Linked DNA regions of Mus musculus: all the other regions are linked to region 2. A link is a contact called in public HiChIP or PLAC-seq and promoter capture Hi-C data. All regions are on one chromosome and are shown on one strand. The core of a region is the stretch at or near the end of the contact, and the rest is flanking DNA. Distances in the headings are between cores, read along the strand shown. Region 1 holds the start of Fbln1 (fibulin 1). Region 2 holds the start of Wnt7b (wingless-type MMTV integration site family, member 7B). Region 3 holds the start of Ribc2 (RIB43A domain with coiled-coils 2). Region 4 overlaps Fbln1 (fibulin 1).

Evidence for each region. HiChIP or PLAC-seq counts read pairs in DNA pulled down with a chosen protein or histone mark. Capture Hi-C pulls out chosen DNA fragments and counts their contacts.
Region 1: a promoter capture Hi-C map of pancreatic islet shows a contact between it and region 2. The contact joins the promoter of Fbln1 here to the promoter of Wnt7b in region 2. A contact is called at or near these places in 4 of 39 promoter capture datasets (hippocampal neurons, liver and stem cell-derived epiblast-like cells), 4 of 484 Hi-C or Micro-C datasets (differentiating embryonic stem cells, embryonic stem cells and uterus), 13 of 115 datasets of contacts at active chromatin or transcription factors (astrocytes, embryonic basal ganglia, embryonic forebrain and 6 more) and 3 of 9 other capture datasets (embryonic stem cells, liver and pancreatic islet).
Region 3: a contact with region 2 is called in an H3K4me3 HiChIP or PLAC-seq map of embryonic forebrain, with 8 times the contacts expected there. The contact joins the promoter of Ribc2 here to the promoter of Wnt7b in region 2. A contact is called at or near these places in 16 of 39 promoter capture datasets (the 3T3-L1 cell line, 3T3-L1-derived adipocytes, the C10 cell line and 11 more), 3 of 15 datasets of contacts at CTCF or cohesin (embryonic stem cells, large pre-B cells and pro-B cells), 46 of 484 Hi-C or Micro-C datasets (the AtT-20 cell line, B cells, the BV-2 cell line and 33 more), 13 of 115 datasets of contacts at active chromatin or transcription factors (astrocytes, craniofacial prominence, embryonic basal ganglia and 8 more) and 3 of 9 other capture datasets (adipose tissue, embryonic stem cells and pancreatic islet).
Region 4: a contact with region 2 is called in a CTCF HiChIP or PLAC-seq map of the NIH/3T3 cell line, with 7 read pairs. The contact joins the enhancer-like site here to the promoter of Wnt7b in region 2. A contact is called at or near these places in 21 of 39 promoter capture datasets (the 3T3-L1 cell line, 3T3-L1-derived adipocytes, the C10 cell line and 14 more), 4 of 15 datasets of contacts at CTCF or cohesin (the NIH/3T3 cell line, embryonic stem cells, hippocampal excitatory neurons and 1 more), 16 of 115 datasets of contacts at active chromatin or transcription factors (T-cell acute lymphoblastic leukemia, craniofacial prominence, embryonic basal ganglia and 8 more) and 3 of 9 other capture datasets (adipose tissue, embryonic stem cells and liver).

Annotation. Positions count from the first base shown.
Region 1 is chr15:85,203,900-85,207,688 of GRCm38.p6, reverse strand. Fbln1 (fibulin 1) reads right to left here and starts at 1,681. Exons shown (of 17, transcript NM_010180.2): 1 at 1,477-1,681. The coding sequence starts at 1,555.
Region 2 is chr15:85,580,163-85,584,349 of GRCm38.p6, reverse strand. Wnt7b (wingless-type MMTV integration site family, member 7B) reads left to right here and starts at 2,529. Exons shown (of 4, transcript NM_009528.3): 1 at 2,529-2,970. The coding sequence starts at 2,900. AU022754 (expressed sequence AU022754) reads right to left here and starts at 3,208. Exons shown (of 5, transcript NR_040433.1): 1 at 2,933-3,208; 2 at 1-2,100.
Region 3 is chr15:85,129,529-85,133,562 of GRCm38.p6, reverse strand. Ribc2 (RIB43A domain with coiled-coils 2) reads right to left here and starts at 1,464. Exons shown (of 7, transcript NM_026357.2): 1 at 1,183-1,464; 2 at 605-686. The coding sequence starts at 1,296. It overlaps Smc1b (structural maintenance of chromosomes 1B), which reads left to right and starts at 1,606. Exons shown (of 25, transcript NM_080470.1): 1 at 1,606-1,734; 2 at 3,704-3,892. The coding sequence starts at 1,626.
Region 4 is chr15:85,229,487-85,233,565 of GRCm38.p6, reverse strand. It overlaps Fbln1 (fibulin 1), which reads right to left. Exons shown (of 17, transcript NM_010180.2): 5 at 3,950-4,006; 6 at 2,666-2,767; 7 at 2,012-2,149; 8 at 890-1,027. Among named protein-coding and RNA genes, the nearest start is that of Fbln1, 26 kb to the right of the region's middle. Within about 2 kb of position 1,570, at least 84 of the 459 cell types and tissues checked have an H3K27ac peak or open chromatin away from gene starts, as enhancers often do. A contact at or near this core is called in 3T3-L1-derived adipocytes, the NIH/3T3 cell line, adipose tissue and 3 more, where this site is marked.

The sequences.
Region 1 (3,789 bases), core at 432-2,931, 380 kb after region 2:
TTTCTCGCCCACCCCACAGCTCTCTGGGGCCTGAGATCAGGGTCTCCTGGCCTTGCTACAGGCTGCAGGAAGGGACCAAGCAGCTTCAAACCCTTTTCTAAGATCATACCAAACTGAACTAACCAAACTCAAGGCAGCTTCCCCTACAAGCCACAAAATGGGCCTGAGTGACTCTAGGAGACACGACTCTGAGTACCACATCTTTCCACCTGTCTCCTTTCTGCAGCAATATGGGGGTATCAGAGGTCCCTGCCATTTGCAACGGGTGTGCCTCCTCCCTTATTAAAAGTCCTCTCTGGTTTTCACTCTCCCTGGCAGGGATTCAAATGCCTTCTTTGGCCCACAGACCCACCTCACCATCTCTGGTCCAAGCACACAATCTGCTCCAAGAAGCCTCCCTGAACTCTGAGGGGCTGCAAAGCTCTTGGCACCAACTCAGGCCTATGAGCCTACCCACCCTGTCTCCTACACTGAGAAGTGACCCAAGATGTGCCAAGGCTGTAGCCAGTGCCCGGAACAGCCAGAACTCCTCCAGGATTCAGGACCAGCCAGCCCCTTCTCCCTCCCCTCTGCCTCTCTCTAAGACTCCTCCCAGTCGTTAGTTATCACAACCAGTGACCTTTTGACTAAAAGGGTCAGAGAGTTCAAAAGAAACTAAGCTAACCCAGGAATAAAGAATAAGAGATCAAGAAGGTGGTGTGGATCTAGGGCCCCCTGCAGAAACAAAGACTCCAGGAGGGCCAGGCTTGGCTCTGAGAACCCCTTAATCACAAGAGGTTAAAGGTCATAGATTTACAACCCCATTGCTTCTCTGATAGACAGGTAAAGTGCTTGCGTCAGGCCTTGCAGCTTTTGGACTGAGAAAAGTACAGCCTAGGTGGACCCTACTCCATTCTAAGTTTCCTGTACTGGGGACGTGATTCTGGGCCACTAATCTGCTACTACGGTGAACCAGCAGGGAAGAGGTGGCCAGCTCCCAAACCTCTGGGATGTTTCTCTATTTTCTGTTTTCTTTCTGCCCCCATCTCTGTCTTCCTGTCTCAGTTTGTTCAGGGGCAAAATGGGTGCAGTAGTTCCTCCCGCACCCACCTCCCACCCCCACCCCCGAGGGTAGGGGTTGGAGGCGGTTTAAAAGATGCACTAAAGTTACTTCCAGTACAGAGCACTTCCCACCCCCACGGCCCAGCAGGCGATCTGCCTTCACCAACAGAGGACCCGGCTTCGTGAACCCGCAGGAGGATCTGTTTGGAAGGTTAAAGATTTAAAGCAAGTCCCCCTAGTGAGGAGGGCATTGGAGCCGAGCCGGAAGTATTGGGGGGGGGGGGTCGTGGGCCTGGATTCCACGCAGCTCTGGGGACCGTGCGATGACCCCTGGGTGCAGCGCGCGCTCCGGAGCATCGGGGGCTGCAAACTTCCAGGGAGCTTGGGGCCTGGGTGGGGACCTAGTGCGGGGCCGTGGGCCCGGGGCTCCCCTACCTCGGGCTGCCAGCAGCGAGAGGCTGCTGAGCAGCAGCAGCGGCAGCGGGACGAGGCGCGACGGCACGGGGCGCTCCATGGGGCTGGCGGGCTCCGGCGGCGGACAAAGGCACGGCGGGCAGCGGCTACACGCTCGAGCCAGGCCTGGGCAGCCAACGCGAGGCTCCTGCGCGCCGCGTTCAATTATCCCGCCCGGAGGAGGCGCGGCGGGGGCGGGGCCCGCGGGGACCCTCCCTTCAGCACTGCGCAGCTGGAGCACGCCGCCACCCAGACTCTCCTGCGGGGATGCAGGCAGAGCGCAAAGCTCAGAGACGTGCCACCCACCTACAGGCAGAAAGTCACGTGAAAAGTGTCTAACCTAAATTGTCAGGATAGCGGGCAGCCGTAGGCTAGACCAGCAGAAGCCTGCTTGTGTAGACTCCCTGGCAGCCGCCAGACAGTTTAGAGGACTCTCTGATTTATTTAAAAAAAAAAAAAAGAACAATAAAATTTTTTTTTTAAAAGCTGGGAAAATGGCTCGCTCGATGGCTCAGTGGATAAGACACTTGCTGTGAAGACAAGAGGACCTGAGCTCAAATTTCCAGCATTCATGTAATATAAATAAATGCAAAAAAATTTAGACTTTCAACTGGATGTGATGGCACACGCCCAACACTCCAAAGGCAGAGGCAGGAAAATCTCCTGAGCTAGTTCTGTAGATCGAGTTCCAGGACAGCCAGGGATACACAGACAAACACTGTCCGGAAATACAAACAACAAGATTAAAGTAAAAACAAACCCACTACAGGTAAATTTGGAGGACCATAGGACCCCAGTTAGCTGATTGCGTGGGACAAGCAATTCAAACGCAGGGATTAGGCTCCGCTGGAATAATTGTGCATATCTGCAAACAGACTAGCGCTAGATAGACCGTCCATAATGTCCAGTGGGAGTCATCCAACATCCTCCACAGTGAATGAATACTCAGGGGCGTAATCACACACTAGGACCTTAAACTCGGAAGGTGCAGAGTGGGACCAACCACAGATGAACTTTGGCTGTGTAGGTCTCCTTGTAGAAAGGACAGAGCGGGTCAGAGGTTAGGAGACTGGTGTTCCTGGGCAGAGTAGAGGCAGCGGCAGCAGCTGAGGAGTAGGTCCCTTAACATAGTCAGCGTGTGGAAACTTACCAGGGTGTTCATTTACGAAATATGCCCTTCTGTTTTAATTCGAGAAGGGGGCATCATGCTCTGTTGCCCAGGCTAGCCTTGACCTCCTGGACTCCAGTGACCCCCCACTTCCTCCTAGGTAGCTCCTCCTAAGTAGCTCAGTCTACAGGCGTGCACCACTGTGTTTAGCTATCTTTAAGTGAAACCTCCTTTCAAAAGATGCGAGAAGCCAGAGGTTTGCAGAGAGACCAGGGAGGCTGGAGGAAGAGCCTGCTGACTGAGTTCAGTTCAGGAGGCCTCCCAGAAGTGAGGCACAGCTCAAGCGCAATCCAGGTTGTAGAATGCTCTCTGAGCATGTGCAAAGCACCGAGTCAGATCCCCAACCGCACATAAAGCAGGTGTCCTGGCAAAAGCTATCATTCCAGCAGTCAAGAGATGAGAGCCCGAGGCTCAGAAGCTTACGGCCATCCCCTCAGCTACATAGTGAGTACAAGAGTGAGCAGGCTGGGGCCCCGAGAGATGGCTCAGCGGTTAAGAGCACTGGCTGCTTGCACTTCCAGAGGTCCTGAGTTCAGTTCCCATTAACCACATGGTAATGGGATCTGATGTCCTCTTCTGTTGTGTCTGAAGACAGCTACAGTGTAATCATATACACGAAATAAATGAATCTTTTTAAGAAAAAAAGAATGAGTAGGTTGTGTGAGAAAGAAAGGGAGGGAGAGAGGGAGGGAGGGAGGGAGGGAGGGAAGAGGAAATAGCCTCTGTAAAGGCTCACAGGCTGTGGCACCAGAGAGGATGGGGGGGTTTGCCTGGATGTGGTTCAGGAGGCCCCAGCATGTGCAGATACCTGAGGGAAGGGTCTCTGAGCTGTGAGCAGATTGGAGACTTCTCAGTACTTCACTTTGAATTTGATTATTGATGCAGAGTTTGGAGAACTAAGAATGTGGGTTCCTGAGGGGAGTCAGGAACCCCCCCAAGGTCCAAGGTCCGTGCTCAGACCTTCCCAGACTCTGCCAGTCACTCCCACCCTCATCTCCCCCACTTTTGAGGTACTTGCCCCAAGCCTGTCCCCACAGCTTTTCCCCATCTTCTTGTCACACGCCTAGTGGCTTGGAAAAGCAGTCGTCAGTTGTCAGGGAGACAGGGACCACCCTGAAACTCCCCAG
Region 2 (4,187 bases), core at 1,280-3,779:
AATCTTCCTTCTTCCAATGTCCTTATATGGTCTCCAGCAGAAGGTGAGGCCCAGATTAAAGGCGTGTGTCACCACCCCTTTAATCCCAGATGACCTTGAACTCAGAGGTCTCCCTGTCTTAATCTTCTGGATTTCATAGCCACTATGCCTCAAGATCTCCATGGTCAGAAACTTGTATTTCTCAGCCTCCAGACTAGGATCATGGGTGAGCCTTCAGATTTTGGATTGTAGTCCATTCCAGATATAGTCAAGTTGACAACCAGGAATAGCCACTACAAACACCATGGAGTATAGGAATGATGATGGTGGTGGTGGTGGTGGTGGCGGCAACGACGACGACAAGGAAGCACAGGCAAGGATAGCGGAGCCTGGCTGAACCCACAGATAACCAGGTCCTCAAACTGTCCTGGCTCTGGAGCCTTCTGTCTTCTTCATACCAATCCCAACCTAGCCCTTCGGAGAGAAGCTTCCCGGTAGAAGCAAGTCCCCACCGTATCCCACAGACAGATGTGGGGGGTCTTGGAGCTAAGCTTTAACCCATCTTCTTCAAGCTGCAAGGTCAAATGACGGGTAGGAGGCCCTCTGTGATTCTAGGTCTCCTAGGACGCCTGGGCGGTGCTGCTTCCCACCTGCTGTCGGCAGGGGGCAGCACGTCGCTGTGTTACAGACCCTATGCAGTACTTCAGACAACCCTGCATTCTGTTTTGGGGAAACTAAGGCCTAGAAGCAGGTCGGGTCCCATCTACCAATAGAATTACCCACTTTTCTCTGACATAACCCTCCTAGAGAATCCCAAGGCCAACCCTATCTTGGGCCTCCCGATCTGACAGGTCTGGAGATGGGCTAGGAATCTTAAGACCCCAGGATTGTTTGGTGTTTGTTTGTTTGTTTGTTTGTTTGCAGGGAGGAGGAGGCACGCGTGGATGCTGTTGCTATTCCAGCCCCGATGCAGCCACATAAATATTTTGTCTCACTAACAGACCCCAAGACAGGGGTTGTTGGTGGGGACGGTGGAATAGCCCCCAGACTCCAAGGCAAAGTGAGGAATCCCTAACCATTTCAAGTCCAGCTCTTGTGGCAAGCGTTGCTCCCTGTCGCCACGGGATGGCAGCATCCACCTGCCAAGCTACCAGGCTGTTCTGCTTGCTCCCAGCCACCTGGCCCAGCTCAGCTCCCTGCCTACCAAGTTGTGCGACATCCAGAGTTCTTGGTTTCAGGGGACAGTGGTGTGGGACTGCAACTACCGTTTGACATCTGTGCCTTAGTTTCCCTGCTTGTGATGTCCAAATTCTCCTTTCTAAAGAGTCCTCCAACTCAAAACGATCTGCACAGCTGCACCTGCCGGCTTCTGGACCTGGGGTTCAGGAGCGACTCTCTCTCTCCCGGGTCGGGTCGTGGCAAAAGTTCAGAGGATTTGGAGAGATTAAGAGGGGATTAGGGGCAGGGACGGTAGCTTTTGAGCTCGAGGTTCCGGGCTGAGGACAGCGCCCCCTCATACCCCTCCTCATTTCCACACCAGGCAATTGGGTGTTGGCCAGTTTAAAGACGAGCGCCCTCCGAGTTCATCCCCTTGTCATAAGGGCGCCATTTGATGCTGCTGTCCGGGGCTGTAGACGCTTGAAAACCTGGCACACACCCCCCACCCACCCACCATGTGTCTGGTTACTAGCTGGTCCGCTGTGCTAAGACAGACCTAGCTGTGACAGGCAGTGTCCCTGTCACCCATTTATCCAGGATAGGATCAAGCGAGACACACCACAGGATGTGCCAGGCACCTAGGCCAGTCTGACTTCCCACTTTAGCGGTTCAACAAGAATCAGATCTGACACCCGCCCGCATCGGACAGGCCTGCAGAGTGAGACAGAATCCTCAGACTGGGACTCTCCAAGGATGCCTTTCTGAGTCTCTCTGTCATGGTGCCACTTTTAATGCTGGGCAGGCTGGTGTGTCTACCAGTCTCAAGTCCCACGCTCTGCTTGCGCTCTGCAGTGCCGGGCACTGGAACGAGTTTTCCCCGAGTTTGTTGGGCAGGTAACAATGCCTGATCCGGAGTTGTGGCCCTGGAAGCACCCACGTAGGTAACGTCTAGGGGAAAGATGTCTGCACATAGAAAGGAGATGGTGGTGGGTGGTCTCTCTCTCTTTAACTAGAAACTGGAAACCAAGTGACCACCAAGCCCTGAGCGGGTAGTTTCTTAGCCCCCGCCCCTACCCCCACCTTCACTGTCTCTGAGGAGCGCAGGTGTCTCTTTGGAGCCGCACCCTCTCCCCTCCCTCCCCTCTTCCCACGCAGTCCTGGGAGGGCGATCGGAAGGGAGCTGGCCTGGGGAGGGGGGGCGAGGGGTTAGATGCGTTCGTGTGTCACGGGGGAGGGAGGAGAAAAGGGAGGGGAGAGCCAGGGAGCGCGCGCGAGAGAGCGCGCTGCGAGCGAGGAGGGCGGGCGGGAGGCGGATCCTCCTACCTGGGGCGCGCTCGCCTGCTCGCGGCTCGCTTGCCGGGGCCGCGAGTCACCTGGGGAGGCGGACAAGTGCGGACACATTGGCCGCCCCGGCGCACCGCGAGGCGCGCACGGCCCCAGGCGGCTAAGCCCAGTGGAGGCAGCGCCCGCCCGCTGCTCCTGGCCCCGGCCTGCGCTCGCAGAGTCCCACGGTCACTCCGCTGGGCTCCGAGGTCGCGGTTCCCCGCCCGGGTCACTCCCCCGGGCGCACGCGGCGGCTGCGGCGCCCTGGGCTCACCATGGTGGCAACGCGTGCCGGGTGCCCACGCGTCGCCCGCCTCCCGAGCCGAAGCGCCGGCTGAGCGTGGTCCTACCGCAGCTCCCTGGCTCCTGCCCGGCCCCTGCCCACCCGCGCGTCCCCTCCGGCCGCAGCTGTCTATGGCGCAGCCCCCCTCCCTGGATCATGCACAGAAACTTTCGAAAGTGGATCTTTTACGTGTTTCTCTGCTTTGGCGTCCTCTACGTGAAGCTCGGGTGAGTATTTCTCTGGGCGGGGGGCTGCAGACGGGGAGCCGGCAGCCACCAGAGCCTCCTCCAGCGGACCTGGGGATAGGAGTTGGTGGGGGAGGGCGTTTCTTGAAGTGGCCAGGCTGGCTGGTATCTCCGGCCCTCAACCCAGCCTCGTTGAGACTCAACCGAGCCCCCCCGGAGCCAGAGATCCTCCGGAGGGGCGCGGAGCCAATACGCAGCAGGGACAGCGCGGTCCGCGGACGGCCGCAGCGGGGCTCGCGGGTAGCGGCGAGCGTGCCGGGCGCGTACTTTCACCTGTTTGGGCTCCAGGCCCCGGGGGTGGGACGCGCCTTCCCTCCCCCGGGCTGCGCTGGGCGCCGAGCCCGGGCCGAGCGCTAGCCGCCGGGAGGGCGCGCCGGGCCGGGGGGGGGGTGCGTGGGGCATCCCCGGCGGGGGAGATCGGGGCGCGCACTCGCCGCGAGCGCGCAGGCCTTGCACCCGCCGCGGCCCTTCGTCTCTATCCATCACCCGGACATGTTGAAATTACCTTGACAACTCGTCCGGCTGGCTCGGGATGGGCCGTGGGGCTGGCGCAGCAGCCTCGGGCTCCGTCCCGGGCCCGCGCCCCCGCCCGCCCGGGGCCTTGCGCCCGGCCCCCTCTCACCGAGCTCCCCCTGGCGCGGCCGGCCGGGCGGGCTCCAGGCGGGCCGCGCTCGCTGCTCGCCGCCGTAGCTGCTCCGAGTCGTATTTCCACATTCCTGAACCCAGCCGAGTCCTTACCTGTTGAGCCGCGATCTCCTTTAGACGGAATCTGTCTCGGCCTCCCCGGATTGGGGGTGGAGGGGCAGTGTGACCGAACGGAGCGCACCGCACCTCGCGGGCGTTAGTCACTCTTGGCGGGCCGGCCGGGACCAGACCCCCACCCCCACTCGGAGCACCTGCGGACATCTGTGCCCGCCTTGCCCGGCGATCCTACTATGTGTCGCCCGGCGCTCTGAGGCCAGCCTCATCTTGGCCCTAGGAAGGCCAGTGACCAGACCTGTAGGAGGGGCGGGTTCCGGTACCTGGGAGACCGACTTTCCAGGCGAGAGGTAGAAACAGTCGCTGAAGATCAGCACCCTTCCCAGCTCTCTGCACCTCCGCCATCTTACAGGTGAAGAAATTGAGGCCCAGAGAGGGGTAGGGACCAAACCTGGTGGCCTCAGAGGCAGGATTGAAAGTCTCTTCCTTATTCCTGCAGA
Region 3 (4,034 bases), core at 215-2,714, 450 kb after region 2:
CATTCACGCATGCTCCAGCACACAAGTGTCACTTGATACCAACAGCTGTCCTCTGTAGAAGGTCGGCCTTGAGTTTTGAAGCAGAGAATGTGTACGTATGTATTTAAAGTCTTTCCTTTTTAGAGAGAAAGAAATTTTTTAAAGAAAACACAAAACGATGCTAATATTTTAAAGATGTATCTCCTAAGATGTACATTAAAAATTCAAGCTGCCGGGCAGTGGTGGCGCATGTCTTTAATCCCAGCACCTGGGAGGCAGAGGCAGGCGGATTTCTGAGTTCGAGGCCAGCCTGGTCTACAGAGTGAGTTCCAGGACAGCCAGGGCTGCACAGAGAAACCCTGTCTCAAAAAACCAAAAACCAAACCAGTAACTGCGATAACTGCTTCTTCTTGAGAGGAAGAATATGCTTATTAAGCTAACTGAGCACAAAAAGGCCATAAGAACAACTCTGTGTATGTGCTCATACGTGTGTGTGTGTGTGTGTGTGTGTGTGTGTGTGTGTGTGTCTGTTCTTCTCAGCTGTAAGAGGAAGACATGAGGCCCTAAGAGATAGCTGATATTTTAGAGGCCGTAAGAAATAGCTGGGCATTTTAGAAGTGCTCACCAAAGGCTTCATGCCTAGCTTTGTCAGTTATTTCTTTTATCTTCTGGTCACGGACTTGAAAATCCCAGGCTTGTGTGTCTCCCTAGGAATGGACAAGGGAAGAGGGGTTAGAGCCAGCTAGCATTATTCAGTAGGCCACGAACCCTCTCATCTGGCCACAGCATTAAAGGTTCCCTTCCCATACGTGGAAGCCTTTGCTTATGGCTGGGTCTTCTGCCTGCGCTGTCAGCTGTCACCAGAGCTTCCTTCATTTCCTATATACACACACTCCCAACATTGTTTAAGTACCACTACTCTGTGAAGCCCTCTCTGATTTCCCCTCCAGGCTCCAGTCAGTGCTGGTGTAGATCCCACCACATTTTCTGTGTTTTAAAGTCTGCCTATTTCACTACTGCAAGGTCACCCACCTCCTGGACCTTACTCAAGCTAGCCAGAGCATTTGTCACCTGCAAGGAAGCAAATGCCTCGCTCCCAGAACTGGCTCCTGCTGGTAAGGTAAGGATTTCCAAATCTAGACAGCCAAACTTTGCTTCCATATAAAGTCTTGGCTCCTCTCTGTCCCGTCCCTAGTGCCTCACCCCAATGATCCTGTTCCTGGCGTCGAAGATCCGTCCCTGCCTGCACAGGTCAATGTACCGCTTCTTGGCTAGGTTGGCCTCCTGTTGTAGGTCCTTAGACATCGCTACCTCCATGGCTCTGGGACTCGGCTGGGCTTCAGGAGCTATCCGGAAAAAAAAAACACGGCAAGAAAAGCCCACAGAAATAAGCAAAGCTACAGCGCCGAGAAGCAGCGCCCACAAAAGTTTGAGAGCAAGTCTGTCCCGGCGGTCCGCTTTCCGCAGCGGAGCAGGGATCCAATTCCCCGGGCAACGCCAACCTCCGTTGCTAAGCAACGGCGCCTCGCTCGCTCTCCTTCCCCCGCGCCAGTCTCGCGAGACTTCGAAAAGAATTTCTTCCCGCGCTTTTTTTTTTTTTTTCCTCACGGGAGCACGAGGAAGCGGCTGAGGCACGGCGCGCAGCCATGGGGCACCTTGAGCTGCTGCTCGTGGAGAATTTCAAGTCGTGGCGAGGCCGCCAGGTCATCGGCCCTTTCAAGAGGTTCACCTGCATCATTGGCCCCAACGGCTCCGGTAACCAGCGCCCCAGAAATCCACGGCCTCGGGATCCACGGGCCGCTGTCGCCCGCTGTAGACCCGAGGGGACCCAGGGACCCACTCTCGGCTCTTGTTAACCTGAGGGGACCGAGCCACCCCCCAGCCCCCGTTGTCGCCTCCTGTGGGTCTGCCGGGACCGAAACCACAAACCCCAACTCCGTTGTGACTGTTGTAGTCCCGAGGGGACCCAGGACCCCTGTAGACCTTAGGGCACCCAGGGTCCCATGTTAGACCAAGGGCCCTCACTGTTGGCCTGAGGAAAGCCAGGGTCAGCCATTGCCCATTGCTGGCCTGAGGAGACGGAGGCACCCCAGGGCCCCCCCCCAACCCCCACGCTGTTGCCCCGACTCCACTGTTGACGGCTGTAGGCCCAAGGGAACCCAAGGACCGGCTGTCACCTTGAATCCCCCACCCCATCCTTGGTTGGCCTGAGGGGATGGAGCCACCCCAGTCCCCTGCTGTTGACTGCTGTAGGCCTGAGGGGACCCACGCCCCCCCCCCCCCCCCCGTTGGTCTGAAGGAACCAAGCCCCTTCGGCAGCCCAGCTCATCTATCTGTAACCCTCCCCCACCTCCCTATCTGAGGGGATCCAGGGACCTCTGAACCGCCCCCCCCCCCGTTGTTGGGGGACGAGAACCCACCATCAAACCCACCCCCCTCTCCCCTTTACCCACTGTAGACCAGAATGGGACCCAGGAGACCACTGGCCTGAGGTTTCAGTGTTTCCCAATGGACTAGACCCAAGAGCCCCGAATCCTGGGCCACCAACCCTTGCTGGCTGTTCTCATCCTTCCCCTGCCTTCCTTCCCTGTAGTCCCATCTCCGTCCCCAACCCCCATCTCAGCCCAACAACCGCAAGTACTAAGAATGAAATGGATTTGGCCTTTGTTGGAACAAAACAAAACACTTGTAACCCGAGCATAGTTAATAGGAAGAATTAAAGGGAATTTTAGAGCCCCAACGATAATTTCTAGAATAGTTTTCCTAAATCAGTCACTGCAGATGTCTGCAGTCTGAGCACTTAAAAGTTTTATAGTTTTGATAGAACAGACTCATCTTTAATATTCCTTATATAGCAAATCTACCACTGGGTGAAGATCTCATTGGGTGAAGATCTCCTTGTGGTTTAATGATTTGCTAGGAGATCCTTCAGTGTTTGACATATTGTTTACTCGGGGGTGATTATGCATTACAGTTGAGAAGTCCAAAGCAAACTCAGCAGTGGGAAAAGATAAATTCCTTCAGCAGTATGTTCTCATGTTGAAATATCACCTATCAAAGGTCTCATGGACTCAGTGCACAGGGAGATGGCACATGCCAAAATTCCAGACTCCTGGAAGGAAGCACATATTTAATTCTAGTCATGCCTTGCCAAGTTTAAGCACCATGAGCCATTATTACCAAGAAATTGTAGAACCCTTGCCCTGATCCAAGTATAAAAATCCTGAAGATTCTAGCAGTCTTATTCTTTAGAAGATTGTAGATTCATTTAGCGTTTTCAATTTTTTAAGTATAGAGGTATAGTGTGCTGTTGAAATGTTTATGCGATCATTTCTCTATAAAATGGGAATTACTAAAATAGAGTTGTTAAATGGTTTGCTCTAGTGTGATATCCAGTAATGGGAGAGTGCTGAGATTCATGTTTGTTTTAATTTTATTCACTTAATTCATTTTTGATTCATGTATTTATATCCTTACATTCATTAATTCATTTTTGATTCATGTATTTATATCCTTACATTCATACCACTCTGCCCCAGCTACATGAAAGAAACAGACCACCTACTTGGACTTTTAATCACATCAATTTTGAACAGTGACCAGACAAGATTTCTGAGACTTGCATATTGGTTATATTTCACTTCTATTGGTAGTTTGATTTCTTTGGCTCTGAGAAGGTTTTCAGTCATTAAGAATGAATCTTTAAAACTCTTTTCTTCTCCAGGAAAATCTAATGTAATGGATGCACTTAGTTTTGTAATGGGAGAAAAGACAACTAATTTAAGAGTAAAAAACATTCAAGAACTTATTCATGGAGCACATACTGGAAAACCTGTTTCTTCTTCTGCAAGTGTGACAATTATATACATAGAGGACAGTGGAGAAGAGAAAACATTCACAAGGATTATCCGAGGTAGAGAGAGAGGGGTGTGTGTGTGTGTAAATTATAGTTCAGGGTCTGATCGCCTGCTCACTCTTTGAAGTCTGGGACTTACTAATCACTGGTATAGTGAGTACAAGATTTCTTTCTTTCTTTCTTTCTTTCCTTCTTTCTT
Region 4 (4,079 bases), core at 321-2,820, 350 kb after region 2:
GCACAGCAGTGTCTAGTGTTTTCCCTTTGAAAGGAGAGGGGTTGCAGCCAGCAGACCTGCAGCTGTTTAGAAGAAGGGACTCTGACCTCAAAGCAAAGGTTTAGAAGTTCCTGCCTACAAAGCAGATAAGACTTCAAATGCTAACAGCTAGGCGGTGCCCCTGCGCAGCACAAAGACAACAGAAGAGAGAGGCAGGTAGCCCTCCTATCTGAGCAGCCTTTCTCTGGACTCTTATGATCACACTGAGCTCATGGCTCCTTTATACACTGGTTCACTCGGCTCTCAACCCACACATCTTTGAGTCTTATCCTTTTCCAGATTGAAACTGTCTCCACCGAACGCCACTCTAGTCTGTCTCTACGAAGTGAACCATTTTTCTGTGAAACAATTTCCGAAGGTCTAAGTGGCTGTGGCTGGGAGCAACCACACGTCAAAGGATGCTTCTCATGTACCCATCCTATCACAAGCAACCGCCGAGGTCCTTGTTCTCAGCCTCTCAGCTAGATGCTACAGTCACGCCCATCTTAAGGGGAAACACCTGAGGCTCCAACGAAGGAAATGAACCTTGGCACAAGTTCGAATCTAATAGTCTCTGAGTCTGAAACCCCTTCACCCAAAGCACAGGGATTAGACCCTTAGACCCGGCCTTAGACCTAACCCTGATCGCCAGTAGTTTTATAAATAAAGTTTTATTGAGACACAGCCCCACCACCTGGGTCTACACGCTGTGCCCTTTAGACTGTACCTGGCCAGGATGAGTCACTGTGGCCACATGGTTCACAATGCCTATGACATTTGCTTTTTGCCCATGAAGGAAGTTTACCAGCCCTGATCTGGGCTGACTGTCGCATGCTCGCACTAACCCCGCTCACGGCGGCGCGTGTCTTACCAATGCAGTTGCCTAGAGCATCCTGTATGAAGCCGCTCTTGCACTGCAGCTTCGGTCTGCAACGGAAGGATCCCAGAGTATTCTGACAGATAAAATCGGGGGGGCAGTTATGAATACCAGTCTCACATTCGTCAATATCTGGTGCATCGTAAAAAAAGGAGATTGTTAGCAAGAGTCCAGCCAGAAGAGTGTCACAATACTTTAATATCACAAGAAAGTACTTTAAAAAAAAAGGCTCATTTCTCAGACTATAACCCCAAAATATTTCAACAGAGAGGGTGTTACGAAAAGGCCCACGGTGAGCCAAACTGTGTAAAAATTGCTAAAGTCTTAAAAAAACACTCTTAAAAAAACACTCCTCCTCCCTGACTTATGAGGCAAGCTTTTTGCTATTTAACAAATCGCTTAGGCATTTTCCTGGCAGGTATATCATTCATTGAGAAGTGTATGTTTGGATTAGATCATACAGCAATTATCTTAGCGACAATAAACACAGACTTTTAATTCTTTTTATCTCGAGGTCTTCATAATAGTCCAAATATTAACAATAGTTACATCAAGATAGGACAAGATAGATTGCCCTGTCTCGAAGTTCACGGCTGTCAAAGGTTCAAGTGTATCTACTCAGCTGGCCTGGCTCCCAGGCTCTGGAGTCCAGAGGCTCAGGCAGGCAGCAGTGCAGGGTGGGGCAGCGGGATTGCTCAAGGGCTTGGCTGCCAAGAGAAGGCATCTGGCTCTTGGGTCACCCCGTATAATTCAATGATCAACATTTTTACACAAGACCTGCGCTAGCAAGCATCTTCAACTTCATCTGGGTTGGTTCTGTTTGTACGGAAACACAAACGAGGACCCTGGACTTGTTTGTCAAAGATCAGGCTCCGAGCTTTCTAAATCAAATGGGCTAGTGTCACTAACTCAGCATCATATTGAAGTAAACCTGCTCATCACAGACCTTCCTTCATTTGCCCTTGTGTACTTTGCAAGGAGGTGGACCCTCCTCCTTCTTGCAGTACCTGAGGCAGCCACATGGGGGCAGCACCACAGAGCCCAATGGGCCCTTCCCTCTAGGCCATACCCACAGCTGGGGAAGGGGTGAGTTTTAGGTTTGGATGTGAGCTGTACCTTTGCAGTTATTATCCTCTGTGAGCTCATAGCCAGTCCCACAGCTGCTGTCCCGCTGGCAGCGGAAAGAGCCCACTGTATTGATGCAGGATTCTCCCAGCCGGCAGTTATGGCTGCCTGTGATGCATTCATTGATATCTAGAGAGATTAAGGCGATGCAGAAGTAACCAGCAAGAACAACCAAGCCTTAAGCTTGAGCAGAAGGAATGTCCCAGAAGCCATGGTGGATCTGGCTTCCTGCATTCATCAAGTTGCCCAATCAAACTGAGCTGAGTCTTGCTGTGGGCACATCTGGAGAGGGGCAGACACCAAATCAAGCTCTGTTAAGTTTCAGATCTCTTTGAGTAAGGGCCAGACCCTAGAATCATGGCGTCTACAAGACTCCCACAAAGGAGGTCGCATGCATCATCCCCATCTCTTAGACAACGGGAAAGGCAGAAAGAAAGATCTACCCAAGGCCTCACGGCAGATCCTGAACCCAGGTGAACCCCAATGCAGCCCTTTGCCCACACTGTATCTATAGTCTTCTAGAAGACAGCCTTGTCCAGGCAGCACGCAGGTCCCAGCTGTGTTCCAGGAATGGAACAAAGGTTGTGCCACGCAGGCCTGCTCAGCAGAGGCTCCGAAGCACAGGGGCTAGCTCTCAGATGTTACCTTCGCAGGAGACACCATCCGACTGCAGCTGGTAGCCCACAAAGCAAGAGCAGATCACCTCGTCCCCAGTGTCACGGCACTGCTGCTTACAGGGCCCGCCACCTGCAACCAGAGTCCATGGGAGCTAGTGAACAGACTGAGCGACCTTCAGAGACCCTTCCAGGATGCACGGACACAGAAAACAGGCTCCTTGCCACAGCCACGTGTGGTCCTTGGGACACTCCCAAGCCTCGGCTCTGAGCGTCTCCGGGGCCTCTGAAGGCAGCAGAGGTCTGACAAGTTAGGAACCTTGTGTTGCTTCTGTGGTTAGAGTGGACCTGGGGAGGCATACTGCTCGTGGTCAACAAGAGGCCTGGGGGGAACAGGCTCCACCTGGAGGCAGGGCTCTATCAGAGCCCATGTAACTCTCAAGGGTTTCCAGCTGCCCATTCCTGCTAGCTTGCCCATGTCCATGTCCGGTGCTGTGACAATTGTGGGTACAGCCTCTCCCTGCCTGGCACCTCCCCTGTGACTCACACGGGATACTTCGAGTGTAACCCCACTGGGATGATCTGTGTTTCCTTTGCCACAGCCTGGCTGGCTATCAGGGGCACGCAGGCCTTACAGCGATGGTGGCTAATGGATCCTCCTAAGTTGTCACACCGGCTGTCACTCTCGCAGAAATCATCTGTGGCCACCCAGAGAGGGCTCACTCCAAGCTTCCTGGGAACTCCTTATCTCCCTCTCCCCTCCCTCCTGGCCTCAGCGCAGGTTGACACTGAGTGCTGGCGCTATCACTTTGTGATTAAGCTGCCTGCATACCTAACACCCAGTCGCAGAGTGAACCCTTTGGGTGGAGCTGCAACAGAACGGTCAGGTTAGATGAGCCAGAATGTTCTTGAAGAAAAAGAATTTAGTTAGAAAAGGCTGCACTGCGTGGTCACTCTAACGTAAGTGCAAAGGTCTCCTAAGAGACCATGACTCTACAGGGACAAGCGGGGCTCCAGGGACACACAGATAAGAAATAGCTACTCTCCTGGGGCATCGCAGCCTTGGAGAAGTATCATCACCCACAGAGCCCAGGAGCTTGCTGGCACTGGAGTGCTCACACCAGTCCTGCCTCCATAAGCCACTGTCCCCGACAGATCCCCCCGGCTCTGAGCACTCAAGGGTGGAAGAAACAGGGAGCCCCAAGGGCCCCAAGAACAGAAGTACTTTCCAGCTGAGTCTTAGCAGAAGTCAACACTATCCCCTGGGCTTTCATAGCTACCTACCAAAGGACTCCCACAGATCCCAACATCTCACCTCGACAGCGGTCATTCAGGTACGGGTCTTCTTGGTCCTCCTCGTCAGGAATCTTAGCTAGGGGTAGAGAGATGACACAAGATGACACAAGCACCTGCTCCTCCTGTCAGGACCGGACACATCCGAGCAC